Regions from separate parts of the Drosophila melanogaster genome. Here region 2 is linked to region 1. A link is a contact called in public Hi-C data. All regions are on one chromosome and are shown on one strand. Each heading gives the region's core, a stretch centred on a gene start, on an enhancer-like site or on the middle of the called end of the contact. The rest is flanking DNA. Distances are from core to core; before and after follow the strand shown.

Region 1 (6,462 bases), core at 2,558-5,057:
TTTGACTTTACTGTCAATAGCAATAGGAAAATTAAATTTTTAGACTTTTTTAAATTAACAAGTTTTTTTCCGAGATCTAGGGAAAACAAAGGAAAGGAACTCTGATCCCGTTGATAGAATGGCTGCCACTCGTCGTCTGACACGGGAACTCTCCGATCTGGTTGAGGCCAAGATGAGCACTCTGCGCAACATCGAGAGTAGCGATGAGTCCCTGCTGATGTGGACGGGTCTTTTGGTTCCGGAAAAGGCGCCCTACAACAAGGGCGCCTTCCGCATCGAAATCAACTTCCCGCCCCAGTATCCCTTTATGCCACCAAAGATCCTATTCAAGACGAAAATCTATCACCCCAACGTGGATGAGAAGGGGGAGGTGTGCCTGCCCATCATCAGCACAGACAACTGGAAGCCCACAACGCGCACAGAGCAGGTGCTCCAGGCCCTGGTAGCCATCGTCCACAACCCGGAGCCAGAACATCCGCTTCGTTCTGACCTGGCCGAGGAGTTCGTAAGGGAGCACAAGAAGTTCATGAAGACGGCCGAAGAGTTCACCAAGAAGAATGCGGAGAAGCGACCAGAGTGAAGTCAGCCGCAGCTCACATTTATTTGTATATCAAAATTATATATAGTTTGGACCATCAATTAAAACTTGTCAGACATAAGTTGTCCATATTTTGAATGTTCGCTAAGATATATGTATGGCGCATTAAATGGACGGTAATTCGATAAAAAAAATGGGCAAGAAAAAAAGTACAGTTAAAAAGAAATTCAAAATATTTTTCAAAATTGAGGTAAAAAAATTGTGGCCGTTGGTAAGCGTGGAATACATGTTGTTGGTTTATTGCTACAATCGTAGCCAACTCTTGGCTACTTGGCGGTGATTGTGGCCGGTGTCTAGCAATCTACTAAAGAAAACTTGTGCTTCAGCGCCTGTAGAATCTGCATGCTTGATTTCCCATTTCTAGCCATTATAGTTCCCGAGTTCACTCGGATATTGATCCTATATATGTACACATATAATTGATACCTATTACTTGATATACCCCTTTGTCTACGAGTAACGAATTTAATCAAATTACATTAATGTATCATTAACAGTAACAACAGGCAACCGCATTTGGCAATATCGTATTGGTAATTATAGCAATCATATTTACCTAATACAGTTACACATATACGCATAAGCTATCAAATATTGACCACATTCATCACTTTGGACGTCAGGTAGTCCACGTAGTGACGAAGCGTACCAGTAGCGTCTGCGAAGGATAATAACATACTTTCATATATACACGATAATAAAAGTCTGCTGCCGATTATAGCGAGTACCAATAGATATATACCAATAGAACACAAAAACTAAAGGAATTGTAAAACAAGCCTTTGAAAAGCCTAGAATACGATTCTGGGCTAGTGTTGACGTACGAAATATATTACAAAATTCTATCTGTAAACACGGTTTTAATAAAATCCATGTAAGAGTATTACCAAAGACATTAGAACATTATTCTAGTGTCTTAATACTAAACACTAGGTTTTAGGAAAATTTTTTTTAGTAAATGTTTGGTCGGTTTGTTTGTGTGAATCAGAATGATTTATCCTAAATTACCCCTTTTTTCATAAATCACCTCGTTTTAAGAAAGTTTAGTTTTGACACTTTTGAAAAAACCTGGTAGTTTATCGGGAAAACAGCTTTGAATACACCTTTTACTTTAGAACATCTGGGAATTAAGGCTTCCGCAAAAGGTCGCTCAAAAAGCATTTCCAAGTGCTTGGTACCATTTTTAAACGTTGTAGATCACTGTCAAAATTGGATACGTACTACTCCGATTGTTTTATATTGTTGTATACTACTTACCTTTATTCTATACTTTTTCAAATTTATGCATTTTTAGAGCCGTTACATGTAGAGTAAATGGGTATACTAGGTTCGTTAAAAAGTATGTATATATAGTCTGATCAGGATCAATAGTCGATCCGGCCATGACCGTCTGTCTTTATATGTAACCGTTTCGATATCAGAGATCTCTCAAAAAATCAAAAAATTGGGCGTGGCAACATCTCTTGTCTATGTATTTGGAATTTGGATACCAAATATCTACTTCCTGATATCCTGACGTTCATACGGACGGACATACAGCCGGATCGACGGCGGTCGGATAGACGGTCATGGCCAGATCGAATCTCAAATACCCTTTTATTATATGAGTAACATGTATAAAAATATGTATTTTAGCTGCTTTAAAAAAAAACTATCACATAAAAGCAACGAATTAAGCCTGTTAGCTGTAATGCATATAGTTGCGTTAAAATAAAAAAAAGGGTATATATAGTGCTCAAGAACCGATATCATTATGTAGTTTTTGCCTTCTCAATCGAAAATAAACAGAGTCGCCCTATCATCAGAAGTGCTTAATGTCCTTCAAGTTATTTATGGGCCTATGCAAGTTGCACTGAACGGAACCACTTGCTGATTACATAATATTTTTTTTTTCGACAAAATGAAACACAGAGACACGTTAGCACTGCGGTGTGCTTAGTACATTTGGAAACAATAGATCATAAATCCGAACCGCTTGGCATCAGTTTAAACAATAAAAATGGACTCAAGCCTGGTAGAGATGATGTGATCTCAATAAATTAACCGACAAATAAATTCAAAGCGGCGTCAACAGTAGGCAATTACTCTTGCTGACTTTAATTGAGCAATTACGTTGGGAACAAAATTTGTCATATAGAAATGAAAAGCGATTTCCGTTCTGTTAAAGCCATCCATGAACTTGATACAAGCACGTAAGATTGCGTGGCTTGGTGGGAGGAAATAGGGGAGAAGTAAGATATAATATTCTATAATTACATGAACTACATGGTGTTATTGGTGCTTCCTCATGGGGGAACGAACTCAATTAGCTGGGAGTGTATTTTTTGATGGTCAGCAATATTTCTATATTGATTTCGTGTAATACCTTTGTTCTTCAATTCTAGCCGTTGATAATATTCCCAGTTGCTTTGCTAATTGCACCATATATGTAGTTTTATCATGGTCATATCTAAGGGAAATATAATTGTGTTCAATAGCTCAAATTAAATTATCTCAATAACTTATTAATGCGGAAAACTGGTTTGTATAAATGTATAAATAAGTAAAATATATATAATTGCGTTTCATGAGTTTTAGGTGAAATCTGGTTATATTTTTTCTTGAGTAACGACCTTTATTATTGATGTTTCTAAATGTATGTTCATAAATTATTATTGTGCAGTAATAAGTTAAATATTATTCTATGATGGGCTTTCTTTTCCTGAGCCAATAAAAAAACACCTATAAAAAATAACTATCTGTAAATATTTAGTTTTAAGTTTATGGCAATCGTTGACAGCATTTAATTGATTTAGGCCTCAATTAATGTAATCACTTCTATATAACCGGGCAGTGAAGCTCCGCCCAAAAACCGCAATAACATTAATAACAATCGCGGGGGGCTGATAGCCGAATAGCGGGGCATGCTATAAACAATAAACAACACGGCAGCAACAAAAACGATAACGCCTAAACAAAACAACGGCGCCCAGAACAGCCAGCAAGCAAGCGACTCAGTCGAGCCAAAGCATTTATTTGAGTGCACAGCACACACAGACGCGCGGCCAGCTAGCGCTAGAATATCACTCATACGACCCCGTGGCCAGTGCGGAATGGGCAAACGAGTGGAAAAATCACCATCATCGACAAGCTGTGTGTGCCTGTGTGCATGAGTGTGCGAGACGAACGTCGGCGGGCACTAAACTTAGCCGGCGCTTACTTTAAATGCTCAGTTGCCGAGCGGACCCTGAGTAAAGCGCAACGCCAGCCTTAGATTCTCGGGCTGGAAATCAGAGGCAGTAACAGTCGTCCCGTTCCCGCGATTCGGTGCCTTTTTTCAATTATTTCGCATCTGTAAAAGCAGAGCAGTTACGGTGGCCGCAACAAGTGATGTGACATTGGGCTTTGTGAAGCGAGAACTAAATAGAAATCTAAACTAATTCCTCCAAATACAAAAAAAATATATATATATACAAATCGAAAGTTTAAGGGCTAACGGCTGATACGACTCCCGTTACGCATTCGCCCCGTTGTCCAGCTGGGATTTTATACAATTGGCGTCCTCGTTTATTTTCACTGGGATTTCGAGCAGCGTGCCAATTGTGTTTTGTGTATTTAATAGTTTCGCATATATAGGCGAATATATCCGGAAGGGAATTGATTGTGGCCAGCGGCGTGAGACCACAGCAAGATGTCATTCGATATAGCCGTGGCCGATCAGATGCGCATTGCACTGAAGTAAGTCCCCCCTCCCCCACAGTCCTTCAAGTGGCATGCATGTTTATAATATCTAACGTATTCATACCTATTAAAGCGAAGCATTTCTAAAATATTCTATAACAAAATTTCTAAAGCAAAAACAAAAGGATTTCAACTATTTTTCAACAAAAATTTCTTAATCACTCATTAATAATTTTATCATGTTCAGCACAAGCATATTTGTAAAACCGCCTCTCAGGCAGACGATGCTTTTTTGTTTGCTACAAACCAACATTCCGCTGCACTAGAGTCTAGTAAATCCATCAATCAGTGAGGTCAATTGGGTTTCACGCTTTTTAGTATTATAACCACCCGGTTGCCGTGACCATACGAGTCTCAAGTTGAGAAGCCCTGATAACAGAAGTCCGGCCCGCCAAGCCTCATTTCTTATCAAGCGATTACAGGCTGCTGAAGCAAAGACCCGAATCCGGTTCACCGCTTGGGTCTTATTAATAGTCATAAAGCGGCCGATAATGTCTCGATTCTGCATCCGCATCATCGACATTGGCGATAACCAAATCAAATCGTCATCAAATCAAAGTCTCGCCAAAGTTTGGCAATAAAATTCAAACACCAAATGATCAGCAGACATCTGGTGTGAACCTTGTACCGCCCGAAAATTACACATCAGTTTTGGAAATCAGAATCGGGGCTCTTGAGTGCGAAAAAGTTCAAGCGAATTATTTGGACGCGAGTCACACACAATTGATAACGCACAACTTATTACTGTTCCTCCTGTTTGAGCCAATTATCAATTATCGGTATCGGCCAATAGGCTGATAAGATTTTAAACTACCCTAGCTTAATAGCTTAATACGGTGCGTCAAAAGAAGCAAGTGTCTGCGATCCTCTAATTTAAGTCTTTTACGAGCAGTTCTATCAACTGAGTTCTTTGAAAAGGTAAAAAACTGCCTGGTGACAATCGAAAAAATTATTTAACAAGAATCACGTTTGGCAAATGTCAAGGCAATTACAATAACTTGCAGCTTCAGCACAAAAGTTTATGCTTATAGGCAAAAAACTTGGCTAAAAGCAACGAAGCCGAAGAAAAATAGCAGTTAAAAAGTTAAACGAAGAAGTCAAGCAAGGTAAACAAGAAGTAAAAGAAGTTCAACGGGCGAATGCAAAATGTTCGACTTTTGGACAACAAACTTAAACTTTTGTTTATTTCGTACACTAATAGAACCTTTTCTTGTTTCAAATGGCCTGGTTTTTTATAATATTTGCTTAAATTCCGCATTGTTGTAAATTTTTTGGATAAGAACTTTTGAGCACAAAACGTACACTTATTCCAACTATTTTAAAACTAGTCAGCAATTCAAAAGATTGCGATTAGTCAACTAGAAACAGCTGAAAGTATTTCCTCACCCTTTGTCAAGAACCTAAATTGTTAAAAAAAAAAAACTCGAGAAAAAATCAACGGTCGTTTATAACTTTCTGGTTCGCCTTACACACGAGTGATTGAATTTGATAGATGAAAAATGTGGAATATTATACTTCCTTTATTTTTCTTTTCGATGGAAAATAATATTGAATACAGAATGCACTCTAGCAAAATGCCATTGACCCGCATGCAATGCTTTGATGCATGGCAAAATTGATTGATTTTCCGAAAATTTCCACTTTCATTTCAATTTTCATATCCCCTTATATGTATATAAATTTGTAAATATTTTGAGTTGCACATCGCACAGTTTATTTTCTAAAAAAATACAGAAAATTCAGACACACGCAGACAAATGTGTTTGAAATGGAATCGAATATGGATTTCTTTATCCTTTAATTCCTATTCCCAGACCATTACTGCTCGAAAAATTTCATATTCATTTCGCAATGCAGATGTCGACTTTCGCTAGTTAAGGTGAAAATAATTAAATTTTGTATCGAATGTGGACAGACGGGAAACAAGTTCTCGACTAGAATACTAGTTATTCGATGACTGGATCTTAGGGCTCGGCCTCGACTGGCCAGTTGGAATTAGCACTTGATCTCTAATAGATCGCACTGATTGCATCTGAACAAAAAAAAAAAAAAGATTTCTACTGGAATTTCCTCAAGGCCGGGGCTTCAAAAGCGCCAGAAGTAGACGCCGGGCAGCTGTTAATTAATCGGTGCCCCTGTTTACT
Region 2 (6,462 bases), core at 1,390-3,889, 450 kb before region 1:
GATTCGCATGCCTAAGCAACTCGACTGGCTACCCAGTTAAACAGGAGAAAAAATTGGCGATATAGTGAGGATTTTTATGGTTGTACGCAAAAATTGTGATATCTCTGGTAAATATGATTTATAAACTAAAATGAAATATTCCTTATTTTTCATTTGAATACAAATTGCTATTACTCTTTTTCAAAAGCATGATTCATTAAAAAATATGGTAATTCAAGGAAAGTTTGGTTATAAAATTCTAAAAATATTCTATGGTAATAACTTCTTCCGCCACTTTCGACCTAAAGTAATACATTCAAAGTAGATGCAATTTTTCTCAGTGTACTTATCTACCCACTACCGCAAACTAAGCCGAAAGACCTCCTTCCGAGTCGCTAACAATGTACAACAACTTGTAGAATGGCCATAACAATTATAAAACACGAACACGAGTCGCTCGCGGGGAATTGCGATTGCAATGGTAGGCAGCGGGGTGAGGTGTCTGCGGAGGCAGACTGCGGTTGGCAACTTGGATTACCTTTATCTGGCTGCCGGGTCATCCGGAGAATTCTGCGCCCAGCACTTGGCAGCATTCCCCGATGTCGTCGCTGTGTCGTGTATCTTTGGTGCGGCTTTCGAGGTGACAACTGCGACAGCTAAACGTCAATTTGTATAAATGTTTGCAATTGCCACCGATGCGTCGGTTGTGGTGAGTGTGGAGTTGTTAAAAATAAAACACACTGAACGCTGATGATCGATGCGGGGGTCGCAAAGGTCCTACAAGGAAAAAAGAGTATCTGTCAGATGCAGAGAGTGGAACTGGGAGCAAGAGAGCAGATCATAAATAAATATTTCCTTAGCAATTTGCATTTTTTCTGACCGCCCGAGTGTTTGTTGTTTGCCGTTCTGCCCCAAGTTTGTTGGCGTTTTTTGAGAGCGCACTCGGCCAAACGAGTTTCGATTCGGATGCGTATCCGCGAGATACTCTTCCCGCGCCGCTCTTTGCTAATTGATTTATGAGATTGCAAATGCAGATGCCCCCAGCCAAGCTCTTTCGACACTCCGCCATAAAAAGGGCTAAAATTTGTGCGATCCAAGGTACAAGAAATGGTGCAAGAAATGCGCCTTTAAAGCTATGTGAATTTTATCGTTCTACAATCGGCACGGGATCAATTGGTGAAGATGTAAATCGGATTTGGATGAAAAATGTATCCCCTTGCCTATGCAATATATACAGTTTCATGCAAATCAATGACAAAGCCTTCCGCTCTCACTTTCGTAAACATTTTTTAAATAATATGTTGTAGTACCCTAGTATGCAATTATATTAAGTTTTCACATTACCTCGATGATATTGATAGTTAATATAATAAGTAAGTAATTTTCTTTAAATTCAATTTTTGTATGAGCAAGTCAAAATAATTACATAAATTCATTAAATTTAAGTCACTTTATCACTTCATTTATTTAAATATTAAATTAATAACTTTTGTCTCTGAAACACTAAACGAGAATCAAAAACGGTTAATTAATGAGTATTATCTTAATGTTTTCTGATCGCTGAGCCATTCATTCCCCTACAATTTGGTCACCAATGGGAAACTACTGAAGTACCGAAGGCCCTTTCGAAATCGATTCACTGCCCAAAAATCGAACTCTCGACCATTTTTGGTTACCTTTTTGGGAGTTGCGTGCATCGCCTGAGGGAAGTATCTTTTAATGGAGCCGAGCTTCGGCAAAATTATCTCCGCCGTACTGTATAAACGATCCTGACTAATATAACGGCTGACGATGAAAGGGGACCTTTCAATGTGATAAATGCGAGTGCGACACACGCAAATCGCTGCGTCTAAAGGTGGCATAAATACGCGGCGCAGGCCGAAACCCAGCTGAGTGGTTCGACCTATATCGTCGGCTAGACGCCCAAACCCGATTCGATGCTCCCCATATCTGGCGCTTCTTCTTCTCGCGCCACGCGGAAAGAGAACGGAAGAGAGAGAGAGAGCGACCAGAGTGCAAATTTACGATCGGCACATGCAGGCGGGAGACGTCAATGTACGGCAACAAAGTTGCTCCACTCGAGCTTCTCGCAGAGATTCGCAAAAAAACACGCGAACTTCAAGAGAGAATCGCTCAGAGAGGAAGAGCACGTCTTCGATGTTTTATGCTCCCCATTAATGGGGCAAATGCACTTTACACTCTCGCAGACCCGTTTCTCTCCGTAACTCTCTGTTGCCCAAGATGCTTTCGTTTGAGTTCTTCACATACCAACGTTGCTTCGAGCTTATGAGTTTGCTAAAAATCGTGGGAACCGATGAAAGAAATGCCCTTCTATCGTATAAATGTTTCTGTTTAAAAACTATTTACTTAGTATTTAAAATAATTGACCGTTTTTCGTATTTCACATATTAAATAGCAACACAGAAGTAATGAATATTTTAAAACATTTTCCGTTCAAATACATAATTTTTTAAAATACATTTTATTTGGCTGATATTAGCGGAAATTAGCCCTTAAAAGTATGCAACGCAGGTAAGGAGAATTAAGTATCCGCAGTGCGGAACCTATATTTTTCGCGGCGAATTTAGCTCATATTACATACGATTTAATAGTTTGCAATACTTTTTTATAGTTCATAGTTCATATTGTAAGAATTGTGTTTAAATTATGTTATTTTTAGCATGGTTTACTTATGGAAAAGAGCATAGTTAAGGGTTTACAATGAAAACGGTCAAATAAGGGTATCCATATCTGGTACCAAACCAATTTGCTTTCTCCCAGTTGATGTGCAGTGCATCCAGCAGTCGAGCAGGTTGGATGCTCGCACTCGTTTCTTTTTTCGCGGTGCAGCAACCAGAGTGCAAATACAAATAGCAAGAGCGTTGCGTCGCCAGTCGGTGGGCCCGTCTCTGTGCCAGAAACACATGCTCAGTTTTAGGTCCGCCCGTCCGCCTGAATGTCCGTGTATCTGTCCGCTGTCTTTTGGTCTGCTAGTCGGACTGGTACTGGTCCGAGTGTTAGTATCGTGCACGGGGAGCTTTAGCTTTGTGGCCGCAACCAGTTTGCTGGCATCGATCGTCCTTTGCAGGTCGTGCATGTCGCGTTGGCGTCTCGCGCCGTCCGCGTTCCGTGCTCGAAATCACAATCTCAAGCTGAAGTGAAAAGAACTGGAGCGGATTCGGTACAAAATTCTGTGCGATAGTTTTTAGTTGCTGTGCGAGGTCCGAAAATATCTCTAAAATGCGTTGACCTACAGGGAACCAGATCGAGCCGCGAGTGCCATGCTAAACAAAGTCGTTTGCGGCTACAGCTTGTACGGTTTAAGATAACAAATAAAAGAAATAAATTTTTACCGGCTTCACACTCTCACTCTCGGTCCACGAAGCACTCCTGACCGTCTCGTACCCAGCCGATCGGACTCCCCGTATCTCATCGAGTTCGCCGAGTGCTAGTGCTATATTCTCTCACTTTGCTTGCATAACCAAGAGCAAAGCACACCTCGCGGAGGCAGATCGCAGATGCAGATACAGATACATATACTGCTAGTGGTCTAGTAGTGGACCTGGAGATACTCTAGCGAGTGCATGCAATTGGCATTGTACCTGGTAAGTGAACGATGAGTTACGAGCGCTCTGCGGCCAAAATGTGCCACCACTCCGCTCCGTTTTGCCACCTTTTTGCCCGGCATTTGGGGGCGTTGCAAACTGCCTTGTAATTGCCTGACATAAATGCTCGTGTGTACAAGGCTTAATGGCGATAGCAGCAGGTACGCTCAGCGATTGCCATCTACAACTGGCGGTATGACTGCTGAATGGGGGGGAGCCAGGGGTTCAGGCTATTGTCTGACTTCCAAATTAAACAGGAAACGAGCAACAGGTCGCGTTTTACAGCCACACTATGAGACTCCCGCATTAGTTTCTAAGATTGGGATAGCGTAGGCCATTGCCATTGTCGTTTGCGATCGGCTATCCTAGATGACTGCATACATATAAGGCAAATTGGACCAAGGTCTAAGTGGTTATGAGGAAAATGCAAATGACAAATACGGAAACCAACTGGCTTAAAACGATAAACACGTGCTGAATATTTTTATTCAAATTAAAGTTGAAGCGAAGGCGTTTCTTGTTAATTTTAAAGCTTACCATCGATTATTCACGAGTGCTGCAATTATAAAAAATATATGTAAATTAGAACTTAAATTTTTGCCAATGCTCATTGTGTATAGCGCGAAAGGACAGTTTACCTTTAATATTTTGTGTTATCTTGGGGATAATTATTCATTTCTTTTGGCTATTATTCTTGTCATTTGTAGTCGAAATAACATAGTTAGCCTTGCTAAGTTAAAACTCATATTTTAGTGGGCGTAAGAGATCATTAGTAGAAACTGCAGCTTGCTTTCACTCACGAAATCTCGACTTTCATGAAGACGGATGACGCAAATGGCAAGATCGAGTACACCTGTCTGTAGTCTTAAAAAAAAAGGTATAAGAACCTAGCATGCCGTTTGACTCCTCAGCAAACATGCAGACTTTTTACTCATAGATTTATATTAAGTAAGTTATTAAACCATATTAGCAAGACGAATATTTTAGTATAATATAAATCTGAGCTTGGTACATTTTCCCAAGAATATATACAAATATAAAATACCTGTAAATGCATTTTTCTTAGTGCACAGTTATAATGATCTGTACTCAACTTTTTAAGCTGCACCCCACTTGCAATTATCATATAATCGACTTAAGGTGCTTTTGCCATTTATAACGCCGAGCTGTCCTTGGCCCATTAATAACCTGAAGTGGGTTCTTATCGTGATCTCTTCCGCTTTAGACAAATTAATTGAGCATACATGCGCAAGCTGCACATTTTTTATGCTCGCCCGTAATCAATTTAATCCGCTTTTCCTTTGGCAACTTTGACCACTGTTTCCCTGCTTATATTTGTCATTATTTCCACCAAACACAAATATTGAAAACTGATAGCCAGCAGGGTCTTTCTCTTAAAGTGGCTCTTCGGAGGAATTATTTCTCTGCGGGTCTCTCAGCTCATACAAATTAGAGGCGACATGCAAGATAAGCAATCTTGTGCAGTTTTTAAACACACAGGCAAAATAACAACATTTTGCCGTGGCCAGCGGGAGGCGGTGGAAGAAGGGGGCGGGTATCTGGTGCTAGCACGAATGTGAGACCCGTTATCAGCACATCGTTCATGCTCAATTTACCCTCCATTTAAATACAGGGTATTAACTCTTTAGACTCCGAAATTAAGTCATTACAGCAAACGAAAATTGAGACAGACAAACGCTCACACTACATGTCACCTAGCTAATAGATTAAAATTCTCATCGATACTGGCTTTCGTCTATGTCACATATATTTCTCCCTATCTTTCGTTCATTAGGTTCTAATCAATCGTCAAACATTTTGAGTGTGAATCTGTGTGCATAGGCAAGTTCAATGAGTCACCATAATGTCAAACTAAGTGCAAATTAGATTAAACACGAATCAAACACGCCAGCAGGTGTGGAGAAAGTGGACAAGAAGTGTAGAAGAATCTTATATTCCCTATCTATATAATATAGAAATATTAACCACATTCTTCCCATGTATACTTTTTACTTATATTACTTATATTATTTGGTTTTTTTATTATTGATATGTAATTGATTGATGTAAAGCTTTTTTTATTTTTGTGCTTTAGAGGGCCATTTATCGATTTACGAGTATCAACATATTTATAGGCTTAACTTATTTAAGCAGGTAACAATATTTTGGTTCTTTAAGTTTGAGTAAACCCATTAAATTAAAAAAAATGTTTTTTAGAATTCCTCTTTTCCATTAATTGTTATTATATTTTAATATCTTTCTAAAATTGTTATATATCATATGTATATATGTATATAATATATTTACGCACATACATAAGTTAAAAGAGTAATAGAAATGCCACGAATTGCACTTTTATTTCCAACCTAGTTAGATAAGAAGTATATACATATACTATATTTCAATGCCATACCTCTAAAACCCATTTCCAATAGCCCACTTGAAACCATTTCCTCGTATGTAGTGGTTATCGACTGACTGACTGTATATAAATGATTGGAGCTCCTTTGTTAGGTAGTTGCACAAGCCTCTAGAAGACCATTATACCGGAGTACCGTCCACAAATATCCACATCACTCACACGCCCTTTAGAACGAAAAACTAAGCAAAACAAATGCAATAAAATTCGCAGCGCAAAGCGGGCAAGCAGAAATGCAAAAAAGCAATTAAGAGGCGGAAGGCGAAACTAAGACTACGTCGAGCGCACTGCAACTCGAACACAAACAAGTTGCAAGGCGACTGCAACCGGCATCACAACACACTCCAACATTCACAAGTGCAGGGAAAGCAGCGACACCAACGAATCGACAACAACAACGCCAGCCAATGTGTGTGAGGCTGCCTATGTACTAGTCCGTCCGTTTGTCTGCGCGAGTGT

What was found. Hi-C and Micro-C count contacts between places; a contact is called where the count stands out from the background.
Region 2: a Hi-C map of the Kc167 cell line shows a contact between it and region 1, with 4 times the contacts expected there. The contact joins the promoter of dsx here to the promoter of alpha-Est8 in region 1.

Annotation. Positions count from the first base shown.
Region 1 is chr3R:7,513,015-7,519,476 of dm6, reverse strand. alpha-Est8 (alpha-Esterase-8) reads left to right here and starts at 3,807. Exons shown (of 4, transcript NM_079535.3): 1 at 3,807-4,315. The coding sequence starts at 4,269. Ubc84D (Ubiquitin conjugating enzyme 84D) reads left to right here and starts at 21. Exons shown (of 1, transcript NM_079536.3): 1 at 21-657. The coding sequence starts at 119. The coding sequence ends at 580.
Region 2 is chr3R:7,963,585-7,970,046 of dm6, reverse strand. It overlaps dsx (doublesex), which reads left to right and starts at 2,639. Exons shown (of 5, transcript NM_169202.1): 1 at 2,639-3,584.